Regions from separate parts of the Mus musculus genome. Here region 2 is linked to region 1. Evidence: chromatin contacts called from public ChIA-PET data. All regions are on one chromosome and are shown on one strand. Each heading gives the region's core, a stretch centred on a gene start, on an enhancer-like site or on the middle of the called end of the contact. The rest is flanking DNA. Distances are from core to core; before and after follow the strand shown.

Region 1 (6,264 bases), core at 2,627-5,126:
GAGAGTAGAGAGTATTCATGGTCCTCTGACACCTTGATCTTGGGCTCCTGACCTGCAAGATGAAGAGAGGATTGTTATAGCTCTCCGCCATCTTGTTGGTGACAATGTGCTTGAGTCGCTCTAGGGGATTTGGGTATCACTGGTACCATACGACTCTACTGTCTCTGCTAGGTACCCACCAGGACACTCACAGTAGCTTTGTTCATAATCTCCCCAAGCTGGAAGTAGCTTAGACACTTTTATCATGGGCAGAAGCAACAGGCTAGATCAACGGCCACGCAAGCAATGGGATGGATGGATAATCACCCTCAACAATATAGACAAGCAAAGTAGCCCAGCAGTGGTAGCGCATGCCTTTAATCCTAACGGTTGGGAGGCAGGCAAATCTCTGAGTTTGAGGACAGCAGCCAGGGCTACACAGAGAAAAACCTGTCTCTAATAAATAAATAAATAAATAAATAAATAAATAAATAAATAAATAAATAGGCAAAATAGCCAGTTGTGGTGGTACATACCTGCAACATTGCACTGGGGAAACTGAGCAATAATTCTGAGACAGGAATTTCCAACTGTGCTGGCTTGTTTTATGTCAACTTGACACAAGGTGTAGTCATCTGAGAGGAGGGAACTTCAAATGAGAGAATGCCTCCATAAGATAGGGCTGTAGGCAAGCCTGTCGTAGGGCATTTTCTTAATTTGTAATTGATGGGGGAGGGTCTCTACCTTGTGGTAAGGTTACCCCTGGGTTGGTGGTCCTGGGTTCTATAAGAAAGCAGGTTGAGTAAGCCAGTAAACACCGGTCCTCCATGACCTCTGTATCAACTCCTGCTTCCAGGTTCTTGCCCAAGAACTAGAGACTTCATGCTTAAATGTTCTGAGGCCAATAACCAAATGCTAATCTTTTGTGTGCTGCACACAAGGCTTGGTACCTGGGAATTCCCAGCAACTCTCCAGATAGGAAGACATCAGAAGTTACAATGATGCCTGCCCATGGTGCAGAGGAGCCTATCCTGGGATATCAGCACCTGGCCAGAAACTTGACTCACTTCCAGCCTTCCAGACAGTGGCCTCTGGAGACTGAACCAGCTAGATGCCCAAGCACAGCTCTGTCCTGCAGGGTACTCAACCGGGGCCAGTTGGCAGGTCCCCAGCAGTCCACTTATGTGACATGGGAAACAAGAATGCACCAAACCTAGGGAAAGAGGAAGCTGCCCACTGGAAACTGAGAAGGAAAACACTGTGTGTAGACCTCATGAAGGCTGTGGGCTGGAAGTGTGCCCGACCCATCCTGGGGGCCAGATCATCCCCAGTGGCCCTGAGAATTTATCCCAACCATGAACAGATGTGGGTGCTGCTGGCATCTGGTGGGACCAGTGGGCAGGAAGGCCAGACATTCTGGGCTGTGTAGGACAGTTCTCTAGGACAATGACGTCTGTCCCTTCATGTGGGCGCAAGTCCGGCTCGAAAGGAGCCTCACCTAAAACCCAACCTCATTTTTTTTATACAAATGGGCTTTCTTTTCCTGCTTCTTCAGAAGAGCGACATCACATTTTATAGTACAGTCACCATGTACATGGAGGGAATGAGTGTGGCTCTGCAAATTTGGATGTGACCTTTTTAAGAAAATTGATGTCACCAATGGTCCCTCCGCTTTTGCTGTCTGAATCACACACGAGGCACACCTGTGGCTGCCTCCCCGGGGAGCTTCAAAAAGGGGGTGAGCGTCTGAGTCCTGATTCACGTGTGGGAGGATACCCGGTGTCTTATGTGGGAATTTTATGGCGACCCATCTTCCGTTTAGCTCTCCTTGGCGTGATTATGTGACAACACTTCTGAAATGATGGGACTAGGCAGGCAAGTTATATACTGGAGAATTCAGCCTGCAACAGAAAGGCAACGTGTTGGGTCAGGAGACCAGGGGAATGGTTTTGCACCGAGTTGAGCCAGGGTTAAATGGAGAGACCACTGAGGCCAGCCACAATGGGGACATGGCCGTAGGAAACGTAACCAGGGCATAGGATAAGCAGAGAAGGTCTGGAGTCATTCCACCCTTCCAGGCGAACACTTAGTGGGCACCTTTGTCCCGTGAGAACCCCTTCTATGCTGACATGTGAATGCTGAATGAAGACAAATCCAGGCAGAGGAGTCGCAAGCCAGGGCCAGAGGGCGAGGAAGCATGATGGGCCAGGAGACTTTGAACTTGAACCTACCCAAGTCCGTCTGCCAGGAGCGTGAGTGACTAAGCTCCCCAGAATCATCACTGCCTAGAGCTTGTGGAAGCATCGCAGACCTGCCCACCCAGCTCCACCACAGAGAGGTCGTACCTCGTCCCACTGCACTGGGTCTGGACTTCTTATAACACCAGGACTCTCGGGTCTTACTGCTCTGTCTCTACTTCAGATTCAAACCTGAGGATGTTGCAAGTCATCCTCAGATGATACCAGATGATACTGACTGGCTGGACACAGCCAAGAATGTTCACTGAGGCGGAGGTGGGGAGGGAGGTGGGACATCATGATTAAGAGCACTTGCTCTTACAGAGGACCTGTGTCTATTCCTCTTGTAACCATCGATGACGTCAGTTCCAGGGGATCCACAGGTACAACTCACACGTGCAGTGCCATGCAGTGCACATATATACACTTAGGTGTGTAGTCCTCTCAGGGACCCATTATAGATGGTTGTAAGCCAGAATGTGGTTGCTGGGAATTGAACTAAAGACATTTGGAAAGAGCAACCAGTGCTCGTAACGACTGAGCCATCTCTCCAGCCAGAGGTTCATATACTTAAAATAAAATAAATAAATAAATCTGGAGGAACAACAATATGAACTAACCAGTTCCCCCAGAACTCCCAGGGACTAAACCACCAACCAAAGAGCACACATGGTGGGACTCATGGCTTCAGCTGCATATGTAGCAAAGGATGCCTAGTCAGTCATCAATGGGAGGAGAGGCCCTTGGTCCTGTGAAGGTTCTATGCCCCAGTGTAGGGGAATGCCTGGGCCAGGAAGCAGGAGTGGGTGGGTTGGTGAGCAGGGGGAGGGGATAGGGGGTTTTAGGAGGGGAAACCAGGAAAGGGGATAACATTTGATATGTAAATTGAGAAAATATCTAATAAAAAATAAAAATAAAATTAAATACATAAATCTAAAAAAAAATTTTTAAAGAACATCTACTGTGTAGTGTTGATGCAAAAAATTCAGCTTTCACTTTAAAAGGAATGAAAGACTGTTTCTGGGGGAAAAAAAATTTAAGTGACCATGCACTGCAGATTCAAGGTACCCAAGTTCCATTTTCCAGTGTAGTAACTGTTTTATGAAACTATTAATAGGAACTGGACTAGGAGAATCATAGATAAATGTGTTTTAAATACTTTGGTGGAGACACCAGGTTAAGTGGGTCCCAGCAACGCAGAGACATGTCTATAAGAGGCACCAGATATTATCTGACCACATCCTTAGCTTTGGGGTTGTCAGGAGCGAGGGGGTCTCTATGCATTCCAAACAACTTAACTAATAACCAGAAGGATGTTAGGTCACACACAGAGGAGGGCAAAAAAATGGCTACGACTGGCTAAAGATGGTCCAAGATAATCTGGCTCTGGACCTGCAACATTCCAACCTCTCCCATCACAGAAGTCCTTATCGATCAATCAATATTTATAGACGCAGTTCCCTCCCAGCAATTTTCCTTCACAGTGGTCATGGCTACCCTGAGGCAGGGTATGAGCCAATCAGATCTCCAGAAGTCGGGGACCACTTTGGGTCAGGATCGGGAAAGGTGCAGGGACTTCCAATTCTGCCTCTGCGTCAGCAACAAAGTCCCCAGGGTACTAGGGTTCTGTACTGAACTTGGCTAGGAGGGCACAGGTGACAGGCAGCTAGAGCTCTCTTCCTGCTTCCGGGTTCCAGGCTACCACTCCGAGAGCCTAGAGGCTGAATCCTCGTGGGTTTCGACGCCCTCTGCTGGCCATTTCTACCACTGCACTTGGATGCCAGAAGACTAAACCAGGAATGAGAAAGTATTTGGAAGTTTGTAGCCCTATGATAACAAAGACAAGGAAACTGGTCATGGAGAGAAGATGTGAAGGATTCACCCTAGCCCACAAAATCCCCATAATATTAAAAGTATTTTTGGGGAAAAGTACTGTTCTTGATCTGAGAATGTAGCTTAGTTGGTAGAGGGCTCACCTTGCATGCGAAAGTTTCCATCCACAGCTCTGCCTGGACTATAGTGGGCACATACACCTAGAGGCCCAACACTGAGATGGTGGGTGCAGAAGAAACATAATTTCAAGGTCAAGGCCACTACTTAGTAAGTTTGAAATCAACCTGGGCTATGTGAGACTCAGCCTCAAACCAAATAAAAACTAAGAGCTCTCAAGGGTTCTTCTTTTGATCTTGTTTACATGGACAGAATAACACCCACCCAACAGCTGTCTCTCAGTGAGAGTTACAATGTATCCCGGGGACTGGATTATCATCAAGCCCATTATTCAGATAAGAAAACTGAGGCCAGCCCCCAGCCGGAGACAAAGTCTTGTGTCCTGAGCCCACAGTTGCCATTACAGATGTCAGGGGATTTTGAAGGACAGCAGTAACCACAAGTCCTTGGAGCTTTTAGCCTGAGCACATTACACTTGGAGGCTGTTGGTCTGTCTATTTTCCTGAGTGGGCCCTCTACTGAGCCCTGACTACTCAGGCCCTGCCTAGTGCTCAGGGGCCCTGTGGAAACAGAGAAAAAGTCCTGTGTGGGCTCTGGTGCAGAGCGGCCTTCTCCACTTGCCAGGGACACCCCAGACTGGTTGTACTTAGTGTGATAGGCTCCAATAAAGGGCTGGTGCATAAGGCAGAGGGTCTGATACACCTACTCCAAGTTCCCAAAAGCCCCATGGGATGCACTTGCATAGGTGACGTCCCCCATGTTTCCTGGAATGAACCAGGTGATGCATGGGATGGAAGGAGACTGAGGGAGTCTGCCCGTGTGCTCAGGAAGGCCAGATGCAGCTCAGAAGATGGCTCCATTACTAATGTGTTTGCCTTGAAAACAGGTGGAGGGGCTGGCGAGATGGCTTAGTGGGTAAGAGCACTGATTGCTCTTCTGAAGGTCCTGAGTTCAAATTCCAGCAACTACATGGTGGATCACAACCGCCCGCAATGAGATCTGATGCACTCTTCTGGTGTGTCTGAAGACAGCTGCAGTGTACTTAATTATAATAATAAATCTTTGGGCTGGAGTGAGTGGGGTTGGCCAGAGCAAGCGGGGCCACCAGAGCAAGCAGAGGTCCTAAAATTCAATCCCCAACAACCACATGAAGACTCACAACCATCTGTACAGTTACAGTGTATCCATATGTTGTGGATAGTTCTGGGGCTAATTATATTTGATGTTAATTCCGTTCTCCTGTGAGTGGTTTTGAACAAAGAATGAGTCAGCACTCAGGTGATTTCCTGTAAACCTGCTACCCCCCTTAATTTTTAAAATAAAGGAGAGCTGATGATTGGGCAGATAAAAGGGAAGGTGGAGCTGAAGATGGAGAGAGGGAAGAAGGAAAAAATGGAAGAGGGAGAAGACACCGAGGAGGAAGAAGAAAAGCGGAGCAGAAGCGCATGGCCTGGAGAAACCACAAGTTCTAAGGGGTCTCACAGATGTGGAAGGTGGTAGTGTAGCGGTAGTTCTGCCCAATGCCACAGCGTGTATTCATATTAATTGAGTTATGCTTTCATTGCCAGGGCATATTTGGGTTGAAAATTTACCACAACACCCATATACATAAAATAAATAAATCTTAAAATAAATAAATACATAAACATTTAGAAAATAAAAGAAATTTATGAAATGTTTAAAAAGAAAGAAGAAGAAGAAGAAGAAGAAGAAGAAGAAGAAGAAGAAGAAGAAGAAGAAGAAGAAGAAGAAGAAGAAGAAGAAGAAGAAGAAGAAGAAGAAGAAGAAGAAAAGAAAACAGGAGGGCCTGGGACCCATCTTCAGAACCCACTTTACAAAGTTAGGCACGTGGTCAACACTAGGAATCCTAGCATTGTGGAGGCAAAGACAGTGGACTCAAGTTGGCAGCCACCCAAAGATGCTTGGCAGGTTCAGGGCCAGAGAGAAACATTGTATCAAGAATAACAAATTCAATAGCCGGGCGTGGTGGTGCAGGCCTTTAATCCCAGCACTCGGGAGGCAGAGGCAGGTGTAAAGAGTTCGAGGCCAGCGTGGTCTACAGAGTGAGTTCCAGGCCAGCCAGGACCAAAAAAAAAAA
Region 2 (5,568 bases), core at 1,736-4,235, 310 kb before region 1:
GAGGAATAGCTGAGAGCTCACATCTTGATCCACAACCCCACAAAGCAGAGGGAGAAGACTGTCAATTGCAGACATCTTTTGAAACCCAAAAGCCTCCCCTAGCCCTGGCCAGTGACATGGCCCCTCCAATAAGGCCACACCTCCTAATCCTTCCTAAACAGTTCCACCAATGGGAAACCAAATATTCAAATATATGAGCCTATGGGGGCCAGTCTCATTCAGACCACCACATCCACCTTGATTGGGCACGTGTTGGTGGGACTAGACATACACAGCCTCACCTCCAGGACCCTGTGCTGGCCTACAACCTTGGTAAATGACATGCTTGCCCACGGCACCTCCTGGAAAGCGAAGGGCTCAACACAAACCAGGATCTGGCCCCACTGCCAAGTGCATCGGAGAGAAGCAGACCTGAGTTCTGAGCACCTAGATATTGTAAGCACCCAGCTGGAGCCTGGAGCAAAAGAACATAAATGGAGAGAGGCATAAAAGCCAGAGGAGGGCTGCAATGTAGCTGAGATCAATATGTTTGTCTCTGTTCTAATTTCTGTTTGTTTGCTTGCTTGCTTTATAAGACAAGTTCTGACTATGTAGCCCAGGCTGAACCCAAACTCAGAGTGGTCCTCCTGCCTCAGCCTCTCAAGAGCTAGGACATATATGAGCTACCACACCATACCGAGATCTTCTTTGTTGAGTATTTCTTTACTGCTGTATCAACTATGTACAGGACCTTGGGTTTGATCCTGGCACATAAAAAACAAAGAAACAAACAAGCAAACAAAATAAACAGGGAGGCAGATCTTAAATATATATGTGACAACAAATGAACAAGCTAGGTAGATGCATGGTACTGTTTACAGTGTTACTATGTGTTGGTATTTACATTTAATTTTTTTCATAAACAGTTATTAATTAAAGAGCCAGGCAATGGTGACTCGTGCCTTTAATCCCAACATTCTATAAGCAGAGGCAGGCAGATGTATAGAGTGAGTTCCTTGACAGCCAGAGCTGCAAAGGAAACCCCGTCTCAAAAAATAAAATAAAATAAAATAAAATAAAATAAAATAAAATAAAATAAGATGAAAATAAAATACGTGTCACCCCTATAATGGAATGGAAGCGGCAGAAGCTGAGGACGGGGCAAGGGCAGTAAGCAGACCCAGGCACCCCTTCTCAAGACTGAAGCCCAGACCTAGACACCCTTCTCATGATTAAAGGCTTCCTTGCTATGCCTCGGTTCACACGTGTTTACAGGACACTGTTTGCAGTAGAGATTCACCCCATGATCCCTGCCAAAGTCAGCAGGCCTGGTGAGGGAAAATACAGCCAGGGTAACTGTAGTACCCAGGAACTCAAGTAAAGGGAAGGACCTGAACTAAACACTAAACATACCAATCTCTCTCTCGCGCACGCGTGCTCTCTCTCTCTCTCTCTCTCTCTCTCTCTCTCTCTCTCTCTCTCTCACACACACACACCTACATGCACACATGCCCCCGTGCACATGCACACATATACACCACCAACAAAAATAATCATTTTAAATATAAATAAATAAAACCACCCAAAACAACAATAACAATAATTTTAAATATAAATAACACCGCACGAAAAGAAAAGAAAAGAAAAGAAAAGAAAAGAAAAGAAACCCTTACGTTTAAGTATGTGTGTATAAACCTTTTTGGGAAATTTTTTTTCAACCCTGCTCTAAACAGTAACTACGTCCTACCTGTAGGGTTTGGAGAAAGACCATCTCTCCCCCTGATGCTGAGTGTGGGCAGAAGCAGGTGGGTATCTTACAGTAACAGGGCAAAGCCGGAGACCCTTGGTTCCACTGTTGGCAGAGACTGAATAAGCAAAAGTCACAGTGATGGAAGACCCAAAAGACTGCCAGGTCCTACCCACCACGGGACATCATCCAGCCACCAACAAGGACACATCGGCAGTACTGGTAAAAATGTCCCCCACGCGCATATAAGCCAAGGCAAAACCCCTGTGTGCTCCAATAATCAGAGAGCGAGGAGCAGCTGGAGTGGACACTCCATCAGTGGAGCACTAGCACAGTTCCATCCCCTGCCATCATAAAACTGGTGTGGTGGGCCACACCTGTCAGCCCAGCACTGGCAGAGACAGAAGGATCAGAAGTTCACGGTGATGATCCTTGGCTGTGCAGCAAGTTCAAAGTCACTGTAGGGTATGTGAGGGGACCCTATCTCAAAAAGGGGCGGGGGGGGGGGGAGGAGAAGATGGGAAGCAGCTAAGGAGAGAATGGATAGTCAAGAACGACAGACAGCCATGGAGCCTTCTGGAAGCTGGCCAGGTCCTAACCTAGACTGTACTGATGGCCCTATTATGGCTCTGCCTATAATTAATCATTATATTGAATACTTAAATCGGTTGAGTCAACTATTTTTGAAGGCGTGGGATGGCAAGGAAGATCAACATAGCTTTTCCCTTCTGTGGACATATATTCCCATCTCCCCAGCCACTGTCCCTTCTGTCTACTCTACCCTTACTGGTTTGGTTTGGTTTTAGCAGAGCCACTCTCTGGTCACAGGACCTTGACACTTGCTAGAATGCACAAGCTATTATCTTCTGTTCCCTCTATGCCTGCCAAAGGACATCTCTTGCCCAAAGTCAAATCTGCCCAAGCAAAACAAATACATAAGAGCCCCAACAGTGGGATAGGTGTCAGGATGCCTACATGGCACTCAATGTCACCCTACAAGCAGGACTCTAGTGATGTGCACCAGAGCTCTGTCATCTCTCCGTTCTTTCTGCGCCCCGCCCCGTTAGCTTTCTGAACTTTAGCAGTTCGTGGCAAGAGCAGAACACAGACTGTGAGGAAGGAGTTTCTCACTTAACTGAGCAGAAAGCTCAGCAGGCTCTCTGCAGCTGCCATCATGTTCAAACATCACAGCTGCACTCTGTGAGGCTGGTATGAAAAGCGTCCGTGAAAGGAAAGTGAGTTTTTTAACTTTAGATGTCTTCCTAGGATGACGACGACGACGCCACCACCAAACAAGACCACACAGATCAACACTGTGGCTGCTACAAGAAGAGGAAGAAGAGGCAGCTCACATGGCTGCTCAGAGCCTTGAAAGTGCTCAGCTTCTGGGCGGTGGTGGCGCACTCCTTTAATCCCCAGCACTCAGGAGGCAGAGGCAGGCGGATTTCTGAGTTCGAGGCCAACCTGATCTACAAAGTGAGTTCCAGGACAGCCAGGGCTATACAGAGAAACCCTGTCTCGAAAAAAAAAAAAAAAAAGTGTTCAGCTGCCTGGAAGAGCCTATAGCTTGTGAGCCACTGTGGCTACTGATGTGTCCAGTAAATCCGGATGGTGGGGGCCCGTTTATGTGTTTAACTGAGTCAACACATTAAAGGTGAGATTTCACATTAACAGCCTGCAATCCCCCACCACAGACCTGCAGAGCCTGAGCCACCCTGGGAGGCTCGATCCATCCACTCTCTAGCAGGCATGTCATGGCTCAGCTGGTCCCTCCTTGAAGCTTGGATTTGAAGTCATTTGTCTGCCCCTCAGCCGAAATCTACTTCTTTCCTTGGGGCTCATCAATGCAAAGGCTTGTTTTGAGGGTCTGAAAACAGCTCTGTGCCTATAGAAAGACGCCAAGATCCTAAAGCACAGGTCATGACTGAACTGGCCTTGAACTCACCAGGGCACTTCCAACTTAGGATGGTCTCTTATTTCAACACCAACTCAACAGGGAAATGAGACAAAGAGACTCTAATAAGAGGTGGACAGTGGTCTCTGGAAAACCCAGTGGTCCTGAATTGTAGACTCTGGCTGCCTCAAGAGCTGTCCTAAAAGCTGGGCGTGGTGGCGCACGCCTTTAATCCCAGCACTGGGGAGGCAGAGGCAGGCAGATTTCGGAGTTCGAGGCCAGCCTAGTCTACAAAGTGAGTTCCAGGACAGCCAGGGCTATACAGAGAAACCCTGTCTCAAAAAACAAGCAAACAAACAAACAACAAAGTTGTCCTAGAAAACCACAACCAAGGCCCTGCTCACTGGGTGATTTCAGAAAGCACCTCCTGCCTTTTGAGACTCAATTGCATCTGTAAAATGGGTAGATTCATCAAGAAGTATCGGGATTTTTCAAGGACCAAGGATCTGGTTAACAAGTAATTTCACCTATCATGCATGACATTTGGTAGTGGACAGGACACAACGTGTCCCCCAGCCCCTGCCCCATGACACCTCGGGGGACAGATGGCCATTCTGTAACTGCTCCGTATGTGGTAGTGCATATGTTAAAACCCCCTAAAACGTAGCCGCTGTTATGATTTCCCACCATACCCAAGAGGAAACTGAGGCGAGGCACGAAAGATCTCAAACACGGCTGAGCAGAGCCGGAAACAGACTTGCTCTCTTTTTCACTGTAGAGCTGGGGGAGGCCCTACATGAGCTCAGGAGGCAAGGGTTCTACCACCGAGCTCCACCACAGCCCCAGAACATAGCTTGAAAGATGAGCAAGCCTTCTCCAAGGCAGCCCTGCATCTATATAGCTCAGTTGGTAGAGTGCTTGCCTAGCACTCACGAATGGCCTTGGGTTCAATCCCCAGCCCTGCACACACCAGGTGTAGGCACTTACACCTATAATCCCAGCAGACAGGAGGATCAGAGGTTCAAGGTCAACCTCAGCTACATAGTGAGTTTAAGACCAGGCTAGGCTCAAAAGCAGCAAGAACAAAGCTATAAGCCTTATCTAAGATCACTTGAGAGAGGGATTCAAACACTGTAATCTGTCTGATGTCTTTTGAAGCAAGGACAGTGTTTCTCCTTCTTTGTCCCATGGCTACTTTTGCCATGTTCAGAGCCAACATCTTTGAATTTCTTTTCTTCATCCAGGTCCATCTCGCCCCAGCTCAGGACATCCTCCTTAATCCCAAATGCATGACCCTTGGGAGTCGGTGTTCACCAATGAAGGTGGTGTCATGAGAAAGGACAAGGAGAGTAAAGGACACCAGGTGGCAATAAATGGGATGCCCCCGACGTGGGATGTCCCCTCAGCTGTGGCTTTACTCTTTAATTCTAGTACCTAATGTATGGCATGTAAGACACATACAAGAGGGTCATGACCCAGCCAAATGCAGTCACAGCAAAGAGCCAGGCCTGAAGTGTCCTACCAAGCCTAGGATTGCCTCTTCTGCAGAAGTTGATGGACTTTCAAAGGCTCCCACCCCCAAGAAAGCAGAAATAACAGCTTTTCTAGTTTGATTTATATATGTGTGTGTGTGTGATATATATATATGTATATGTATCTTGTATGCTAATATGTCTAAGTATATGTAGTATATGCCTGTGTGTGCACAAGAACCTGCTTACACATAAGTGTGAAGCAGCCAAAGGCTCACTTTCACTGGTTTTATCTGCCACTCCCCACATCAGTTTCTGAGATAAGCTCTCTTATTGAACCTGGAGCTCACTCATTCAGATAGCCTGGCTCACCAGCACACCCCGAGAATCCTTCTGTCTCTAATCCCTCAGTACTGTGCTTATAGACCTGTGACACCGTGGCGGGCTTTTTTATGTGGGTGTTGGGATCTGAGCTC

Evidence for each region. ChIA-PET counts read pairs in DNA pulled down with a chosen protein or histone mark.
Region 2: a contact with region 1 is called in an RNA polymerase II ChIA-PET map of memory CD8 T cells, with 30 read pairs. The contact joins two enhancer-like sites. A contact is called at or near these places in 1 of 15 datasets of contacts at CTCF or cohesin (the NIH/3T3 cell line), 8 of 484 Hi-C or Micro-C datasets (the Ba/F3 cell line, CD4 T cells, CD8 T cells and 5 more) and 4 of 115 datasets of contacts at active chromatin or transcription factors (the HPC-7 cell line, T-cell acute lymphoblastic leukemia, large pre-B cells and 1 more).

Annotation. Positions count from the first base shown.
Region 1 is chr8:117,222,428-117,228,691 of GRCm38.p6, reverse strand. No RefSeq gene overlaps it. Among named protein-coding and RNA genes, the nearest start is that of Cmip, 31 kb to the left of the region's middle. Within about 2 kb of position 3,876, at least 169 of the 459 cell types and tissues checked have an H3K27ac peak or open chromatin away from gene starts, as enhancers often do. A contact at or near this core is called in CD8 T cells, DN3 thymocytes, Th1 cells and 1 more, where this site is marked.
Region 2 is chr8:117,530,053-117,535,620 of GRCm38.p6, reverse strand. The region is part of intron 2 of Plcg2 (phospholipase C, gamma 2); the gene reads right to left. Among named protein-coding and RNA genes, the nearest start is that of Plcg2, 35 kb to the right of the region's middle. Within about 2 kb of position 2,985, at least 56 of the 459 cell types and tissues checked have an H3K27ac peak or open chromatin away from gene starts, as enhancers often do. A contact at or near this core is called in CD8 T cells, DN3 thymocytes, Th1 cells and 1 more, where this site is marked.